Linked DNA regions of Triticum aestivum: region 2 is linked to region 1. Evidence: chromatin contacts called from public Hi-C data. All regions are on one chromosome and are shown on one strand. The core of a region is the stretch at or near the end of the contact, and the rest is flanking DNA. Distances in the headings are between cores, read along the strand shown. Region 1 holds the start of LOC123137896 (myricetin 3-O-rhamnoside 1,2-glucosyltransferase UGT709G2). Region 2 holds the start of LOC123137900 (pectin acetylesterase 8).

The links. Hi-C and Micro-C count contacts between places; a contact is called where the count stands out from the background.
Region 2: a contact with region 1 is called in a Hi-C map of leaf, with 4 times the contacts expected there. The contact joins the promoter of LOC123137900 here to the promoter of LOC123137896 in region 1. A contact is called at or near these places in 3 of 5 Hi-C or Micro-C datasets (all in leaf).

The regions. Positions count from the first base shown.
Region 1 is chr6B:542,353,734-542,357,441 of IWGSC CS RefSeq v2.1, reverse strand. LOC123137896 (myricetin 3-O-rhamnoside 1,2-glucosyltransferase UGT709G2) reads right to left here and starts at 1,783. Exons shown (of 1, transcript XM_044557759.1): 1 at 1-1,783. The coding sequence starts at 1,403.
Region 2 is chr6B:542,626,505-542,630,684 of IWGSC CS RefSeq v2.1, reverse strand. LOC123137900 (pectin acetylesterase 8) reads right to left here and starts at 2,314. Exons shown (of 12, transcript XM_044557784.1): 1 at 1,947-2,314; 2 at 1,785-1,867; 3 at 1,562-1,691; 4 at 1,334-1,458; 5 at 1,082-1,168; 6 at 859-983; 7 at 145-205. The coding sequence starts at 2,079.

The DNA of each region.
Region 1 (3,708 bases), core at 534-3,033:
CTGATGCTGAGCTCATTAATGAAGCCGACGAGCCGCTTGAACTCATTGGCCGACGAGCCCCCTTGGGCGATGTCCCGTCTCACCTGCTGCGCCAGCGCTTGAGCCGACCTCCTTAGCTCGACGGACTCCATGGCCTCCCTCACCATCCGTTCCACGACGGCTCTCTCGCACACGTCCTTCATGTCCAGCCCGGTGCCCCACACGGCGCCCATGAACCGGCTGTTGGTCTGCTGGTCCACGAAGAAGGGCCAGCACACCGTCGGCACGCCCTCGGTGACGCTCTCTAGCGTGGAGTTCCACCCTGCATGCGTCAGGAAGCAGCCCACTGCCCGGTGGCGCAGCACGTCCCGCTGCGGCGCCCACTCCACGACGCGGGCCTTGCCTCTCCCGGCCGCCTTGATGGCGTCCTGGAGGACGGCATTCTGGCTCGCCCCGACCATGTCCGGCCTGAGCACCCAAAGGAAGGGGTGGCCGGCGCCGACGAGCCCGGACAGGAACTCGGTGAACTCCTCGACCGAAATGATGGCAAGGCTGCCCAAGCTCACGTACACGACGGTTCCGTCCGTCTGGCTGTCGAGCCACGCCGTGCAGCCGTCGTCCTCCCGCCACAAGGCGCCGCCGGCCGCCGGCTCCTGGAACATGGCGTGGAGAGGGCCAATGGCGAAGACGTCGCGCATGTGCGGCGCGATGTGCGCGAGCGCTGACCGCTCCAGAGACGCGGTCGTGTTGAGTATGAGCGCCCGCGCGTTGCAGCTGTGTGCGCTGAATTCGGCGATTATCCGAAGCATGGGGTGGAGGTCGCCGGACTCGTCGTGCCCGCGGCAAAAACTTGGAAGATCGCGCCGCCGCAGGAAGCCCTCCATTCCCGGAACGCCACGGACGGGCGCGTCGAGGTCGGCGCCTGCCGGGACAGGAACCTCGCCGAGCTCCACGAGCTTGGGCACGGAGAGGTAAGCGAGGAAGCTGCACGCGCTGGCCGTTCGGAAGGCGAGCGCCGGGACGCCGAGCTCCTCAGCGACGTCGATCGCGAACGGGAGCATCCCGTCAGCGACGACGCAGGTCACGGGAGGGAAGCCATCGTCGCGGGGCGCGCCCGCGCGCAGGGACGTGAGCAGAGCACGGTACGCGACCCTCGTCGTCGTCATCATGGACTCCACGAGCGCGACGAGGTCACCCGCCGTGCGGGGATTATCGTCCGGGAGGCCGTCGGTGACGGACAGGAACCGGAGCCGCGGCGAATCAGCCTCCGCCTTGACGGCGGCAAGGCCTAGCCTCCGCCAGTTGTGGTCGGTGTGAAGGAAGGTGACGTGGAGGCCGGCGTCGAGGAGCCCCGCGGCGAAGTGGAGCATGCAGTTGATGTGGCCCTGCGCCGGGCACGGGAACACCAGCACGTGCGCCGCCATGCCGTCGCTAGCTTCGCCTGCACCTGCGCGCGCTCACCTGTCGTTGTGACGCAGCTGGGTTTCTTTTCTTCCGGCTTTCAGTAGTGAGGCTGGCATGGGCGCATGGTGCATCTATAGAGAGAGAGAGGTGTGCAGGCGCAGCAGCACACGTCAGCAATTACGTGTCGGAGAAGGGCGGTGGCGGCGGCTAGCGCTTGCAAGCTTCAGCTACTTAATTACCTTATAAATTACGTAGCCGATGCCGTCATCACCGAGCAAACGGGATGGACCGATAAATCGATTGGCATGTGACGAGCTAGCTAACGCGAGCGTGTGGCCAGATTCTAGTGGACGCAGAGAATGAAACAAAGAGAAGCTGCCCCGCAAGATTCTAGACCTCGTACAAGAGCTCTTTTATGGTACCCTATACTGCTTGGCGCGAGGGGACCAGTATAATTAAATCTCACCGTTGAAACGGGATTGTTGATGGGCCAAGATGCCATTCCATTTTGTAGTAATAGCAGAGAATCGGCATCGCCTGCTCGCTCTCATCGCGGCCATGCTCTCCTCACGTACATACATGGAACCAACACTTGGCGGCCACAGCTACGTCAGCGCCCTCCTCCGTCCTGCCTAGGTGCCATGGCCGGGACAACGAACTTCGGTACACGGCAAGCCTATGCGTTGATGGACAACGGCGCAAAGTGGTTTCCTCCCTGTCGTTGTGAACAAAGACAAAACGAGCGCGGTGTGGGGTATGCTCAGCCAGCCATGGGAGGGGCGGAAGCCAACGCCTCATGGCTGTCGGACCTATTGGAGAAGAAGAGCACGGTCTGGGCCGAGGCCTACGCCATGCTGCCGAGCGCCGGATCCATGCACGGCGAAGGAACGAGACTCGGGCTTGCTGAGTGAGGGAAGGCGGGCTGGAGAAGAAAGAGGAGGCACGGCAGTCACCACCGGAACTCTACCAGAGTTGGCGGACGAGAACAACGGGCGGGGTGGCGGTTTGAGGTGAATCGTAGAAGTCCCAGAATGCCCTCGGAACATGTATACTGGGTGGTCGAGAACGACCGGCGCTACTAATACTGCTCGCCATGTTGTTGGCCTGATCACAGCAGCACAGATCCGTCATGGCCGTTTGATTTCGCGGATGGACGGTCTTTAATCACTGCAGGGTACCCTAAAAAAGCTCTCGTAAAGCTCTTTTATGGTACCCTATACTGCTTGGCGCGAGGGGACCAGTATAATTAAATCCCATCGTTGAAACGGGATTGTTGATGGGCCAAGATGCCATCCCATTTCGTAGTAATAGCAGAGAATCGGCATCGCCTGCTCGCTCTCATCGCGGCCATGCTCTCCTCACGTACATACATGGAACCAACACTTGGCGACCACAGCTACGTCAGCGCCCTCCTCCGTCCTGCCTAGGCGCCATGGCCGGGACAACGAACTTCGGTACACGGCAAGCCTATGCGTTGATGGACAACGGCGCAAAGTGGTTTCCTCCCTGTCGTTGTGAACAAAGACAAAACGAGCGCGGTGTGGGGTATGCTCAGCCAGCCATGGGAGGGGCGGAAGCCAACGCCTCATGGCTGTCGGACCTATTGGAGAAGAAGAGCACGGTCTGGGCCGAGGCCTACGCCATGCTGCCGAGCGCCGGATCCATGCACGGCGAAGGAACGAGACTCGGGCTTGCTGAGTGAGGGAAGGCGGGCTGGAGAAGAAAGAGGAGGCACGACAGTCACCACCGGAACTCTACCAGAGTCGGCGGACGAGAACAACGAGCGGGGTGGCGGTTTGAGGTGAATCGTAGAAGTCCTAGAATGCCCTCGAAACATGTATACTGGGTGGTCGAGAACGATCGGTGCTACTAATACTGCTCGCCATGTTGTTGGCCTGATCACAGCAGCACAGATCCGTCATGGCCGTTTGATTTCGCGGATGGACGGTCTTTAATCACTGCAGGGTACCCTAAAAAAGCTCTCGTAGAGCTCTTTTATGGTACCCTATACTGCTTGGCGCTATAATTAAATCCCACCGTTGAAACGGGATTGTTGATGGGCCAAGATGCCATCCCATTTTGTAGTAATAGCAGAGAATCGGCATCGCCTGCTCGCTCTCATCGCGGCCATGCTCTCCTCACGTACATACATGGAACCAACACTTGGCGACCACAGCTACGTCAGCGCCCTCCTCCGTCCTGCCTAGGCGCCATGGCCGGGACAACGAACTTCGGTACACGGCAAGCCTATGCGTTGATGGACAATGGCGCAAAGTGGTTTCCTCCCTGTCGTTGTGAACAAAGAAAAAATGAGCGCGGTGTGGG
Region 2 (4,180 bases), core at 1,065-3,564, 270 kb before region 1:
CATTTCTATAAAGGCACTTAACAGTGGAGGGGCAAATTTGAGCAGACTTTAAAATTAGGAGCAAATCTGAGATTGAACGCAAATTAGAGGTCTTTTTTTTTTTACGGAGAATGGCATAGTAGAGAGAACGTCAAACGTGCATACATGTGTTGTGACCACATCACTAAAAAATGCCTCGGCGTGGTTGGCTCCAGTAATGTCCTTCCTGTAACAGCAGAGATAACAAGTGTTAAACGAGGAACTAATCATTCACAAAGGCAACACGCTTTCTTCTCTCTCTATATAGTACTCCCTCTATTTTTGTTTGCTCTGCATGTTAGAGTCGACTGAAGTCAAACTTCATTAAGTTTGACCAAATTTATAAAAAACAATATAAACATTTATCATAATAAATCTATACGATGTGAAAGTACATTCAATAATAAATTTAATATTGTTGATTTGTTATTGTATATCTTAATATTTTTGTTTATAAACTTGGTCAAAGTTTGTAAAGCTTGATTTTGACCAAAGCTAATATGTGAGCTAAATAAAAACGGAGGGAGTACTCCCTCCATTCCCAAATACTCCCTCCGTCTCAAAATTCTTGTTTAGATTTGTCTAGATACGGATGTATACAAAAAAATTGGGACGGAAGGAGTATTTGTCTTTTTAGAGATTTCATATGGACTACTACATACGGATGTATATATACATATTTTAGAGTGTAGATTCACACATTTTGCTTCGTATGTGGTCACTTGTTGAAATCTCTAGAAAAACAAATATTTAAAAACAGAGGGAGTATATTGCAATGCCTAGTAATATCTACAAAGTGGCAAAAACAGATAGTAGCATGCTTTTGTTCTTCTGCCTTACACGTTGATGAAGAAACCAGCATCTGAAAGGCATTTAACATTGGCATCCACTGGCAGGAGCTGATGAAATCTGTCGCAGTGCAGTATCGAAGTTAGCCCACCAGCAGAACATCCCGAAATCAGAGCCTGCCACGTCCTTGGAAAAGGAGGAAATTAGAGCCTGCTACATTTTCTTTGGTCACATGCCAATGCCAGGCATATATTGTGCTGATAAGAATGCATACATTTTCAGCTTTGTTCATTCCTTTCGCGAGCAGATCTTCTATAACTGCTTGCCACACCCTCGCACCTCTGTAGTGTAGCTCTGTGCTCTGTCCATATTTACAAAAATCGGTAAAGGGTAATATATCAAGAAGATATAAGAGTATAAGTGTACCCAGCCTTTCCAACAGCACAATACCAAGTAGTGACACTAAGGATGCACACACCCAAATGATTTTCAGATTGCAAAAATAAAGCAAAGACTTTACGCATACTGGTACTAATGCCGGTAGCAGCAAACATGAAGTATATGCGCTCACAGGATCAACTTCTTCCTTGTCGCCGGTGAAAGACGAGCCGTCGCAGTACCGAACCTTGACCTTGTTCCAGTTGTAGAAGTCTGTTTTTGACAAATTGCGCACTCATTATTGAGCACATAAATTCCAACTAAAAAGAAAAGCATAAACATGATTGGATGACCAGGTGGTGAAACTGAAGTATACCTGGGTTGTAACCCGACGCGTTGCTCAAGATCCCGGTGAAAGCAACCCGCTTGGCCATCTCCTTGGACGACCCCAACGGGGTGCGCGACCGTTGCAGGCAGGTCATCGCATTGTTGCACCACGCCCCTCCCTGCCGCCACCATGGAATCGAGCTCAGCACATTTTTCTTGGCATGCACAGAATTCTGTAGTAAGTGCCATGGCGATGAGTGAATTTGACTGACCTCGAAATGAACCAACCAGCTGTTCACCCCGGAGCCGGAGCCCGGGTCGAGATGGTACGCCGGGGGGCTCCCGTCCAGACATACTAGCAGCACGATTCACAAGATCACACGTCAGACTAGGATAAGTGAGATGCCGAGAAGCGCAGCGATGGTGAGACTGACCTGCTCCCTTGGCCACGGCGCTCTCGACGTAGGTAATGTCGACGAGATGGTCGTCGTCCCCGTGCGCCCCGAGGAACGCCAGCGCGCAGGCGAACGCCGAGCACCAGAGACGGAGCTTGCTTCCGCTCCCCATGGAATCCACGGCAGGGAGCGAGCGTGAGGAGGAAGAGATGGTGGAGGGTCAGGGAAGAACACACGCATACATACATACATATATGCCCGGCCAACGAGGGGCCGGCCAGCCATGGACCATGGTCGATGGTACTGGTAAGAGGGAGGCCGGAAATTACCTGGTGGAACGCATGGTAGCCGGAGGGAGACCGGAACGTGGACCTGCTGGAACGGACGGAAGACGCCGTCTCGTGCCAATCTCGCAGCCACAGGATGGTCTCTTGTGCAGTAGGGACAAAAAGGCAAGACCGAGGAGTGGGGCGGAACAGACGTCGCAGGTGCCTCGAGCTTCCCAATGCCAACTGCACGGGGGTTCCTTAGAGCATCTCTGGCCAGGCCCTCAACAAGCCTCCCCAGGCGCATTTTTAGACGCCGGCAAGCAAAAAATGATCCACTTAAGGTCCCAGGAACCAGTTTTGCGTCGGTTTTGACGAAAGTTACGGCCGGCACGCCCATTCCAAACCCAGTCCCCTAGGAGGCAGCTGGGCACGCCGGCATCTCTTTTTCGTATGCAACGGCCCACTTGCCAGCCTCTCTTTCTCCCCTCTCTGTCATCTCTCCTCTTCTTTCTCTCCTTTCTTTCTCCTCTCTCCTCTCCTCTTCCTTCCACCACGGCACCACCTACCACACACAGCCGGAGCGGGGCTTGCGCGGCCGTGGCGGCGCACGCATGGCCGGGGCGGGGCTCGCGCTCGCGCGGCCGGAGCAGAGCATGGCCGGGGCTTGCGGAGCGGAGCCCGCATGGCCAGGGCGGGGAGGGGCTCACGGAGCGGAGCGCGCATGGCCAGATGGGGAGCCATGGCGGCGCGGCGGCGAGGCCGCCGCTCGTGCTCGAAGAGCTCATGTCGGCGCCGGATTCCAGCATCAGCAATGCCTCCTCCCCTTCGCCTCCTCGCCCTTCTCCTCCTCCTCCACCTCCCCTTCGCCCTCGCCTCCCGCCGTCCGTCTCCACCGCGCGCTCCGTCCTCGCCTCCTCCAAGAACGTCAACCTCACCACCGCCGCTACCAACTGCCTCACTGCCCTCTCCCTCTCCTCGAACCGCCTCGCGCCGCCGCCCTCGCCGTCGGGCTCATGCCCGCCTCCGCCTCGCTCCTCCACCTCTACGACTGCTGGTCCGCCTACAAGTACGTCAACTTCTCCCGGACCATCTACGACACCATGGCTACCTCAACGACACCATCACCGTCAACAACAACTACATCTCCATGCTCGCCGCGCTGAAGCGGTACGGCGACGACACGTTCGTCTGGGCGCCACCGTAGATGGAGCGTGACAGGTACTGGCCTTCGCCCGCGGCCTCGGGGGGCGACGTGGACGCGCTCGGCGTGCCCAAGGGGCTCCCCGCGGACGCGACGGTGTGCGGCGCTGGGTGCGACTACAAGACGGTGCGAGAGACGGTGTGCAGCGTCGGGCCTCACCTCCATCCATGCGCGTCCGCGCCTTCACCAGTTTGCGAGTCACCGGCAAGCTGCCCCGGCCTCAAGTTGCCTCCGCTGTCGGGCTTCACCGGCAAGCAGCATCGCCCCCCGCCGTGCGCGGGCGTCGTCTTCTCCATGGTCACCCCACGAGTCACGCCCGCGTCCACGCTCGCCGGGTTCCTCACCGGGCACGCGGGGCACGAGGACGGAGCGGCGGCGGTCGAGCTCGTGGGCTCGTGCGCAGTGCATTCGTCGGTCGGGTGGGGGACGGCTGGAATTTTTTTTGTCCCAGATGCAAAATATCCGCCGATGCATTCCAGGAGGCCGAAAAAACGCCTCCTGGGGACACAACGGCTGGAGATGCTCTTAGTCCTGCTCCTTGCCGTGCGTGCCGGCCTACGTTTGTTTTCCATGAATGGAGAGGCCGGGATGGCAATGAGTATACATACATTCCTCACGTACCCGTGGTAAAATTCCAATTAGAGTAAGAGCAATCCGGCCCCTACGTACACGGACGCGCCCGGGCACGCATCAGAATGAACTCTCATGGCTCGTGTCTGGCATTCACATATCTCAAATTCAGACTCTTAAATACATACAAATTCATGCACATTCATCATACACGCCAATATCACGCGTAAATA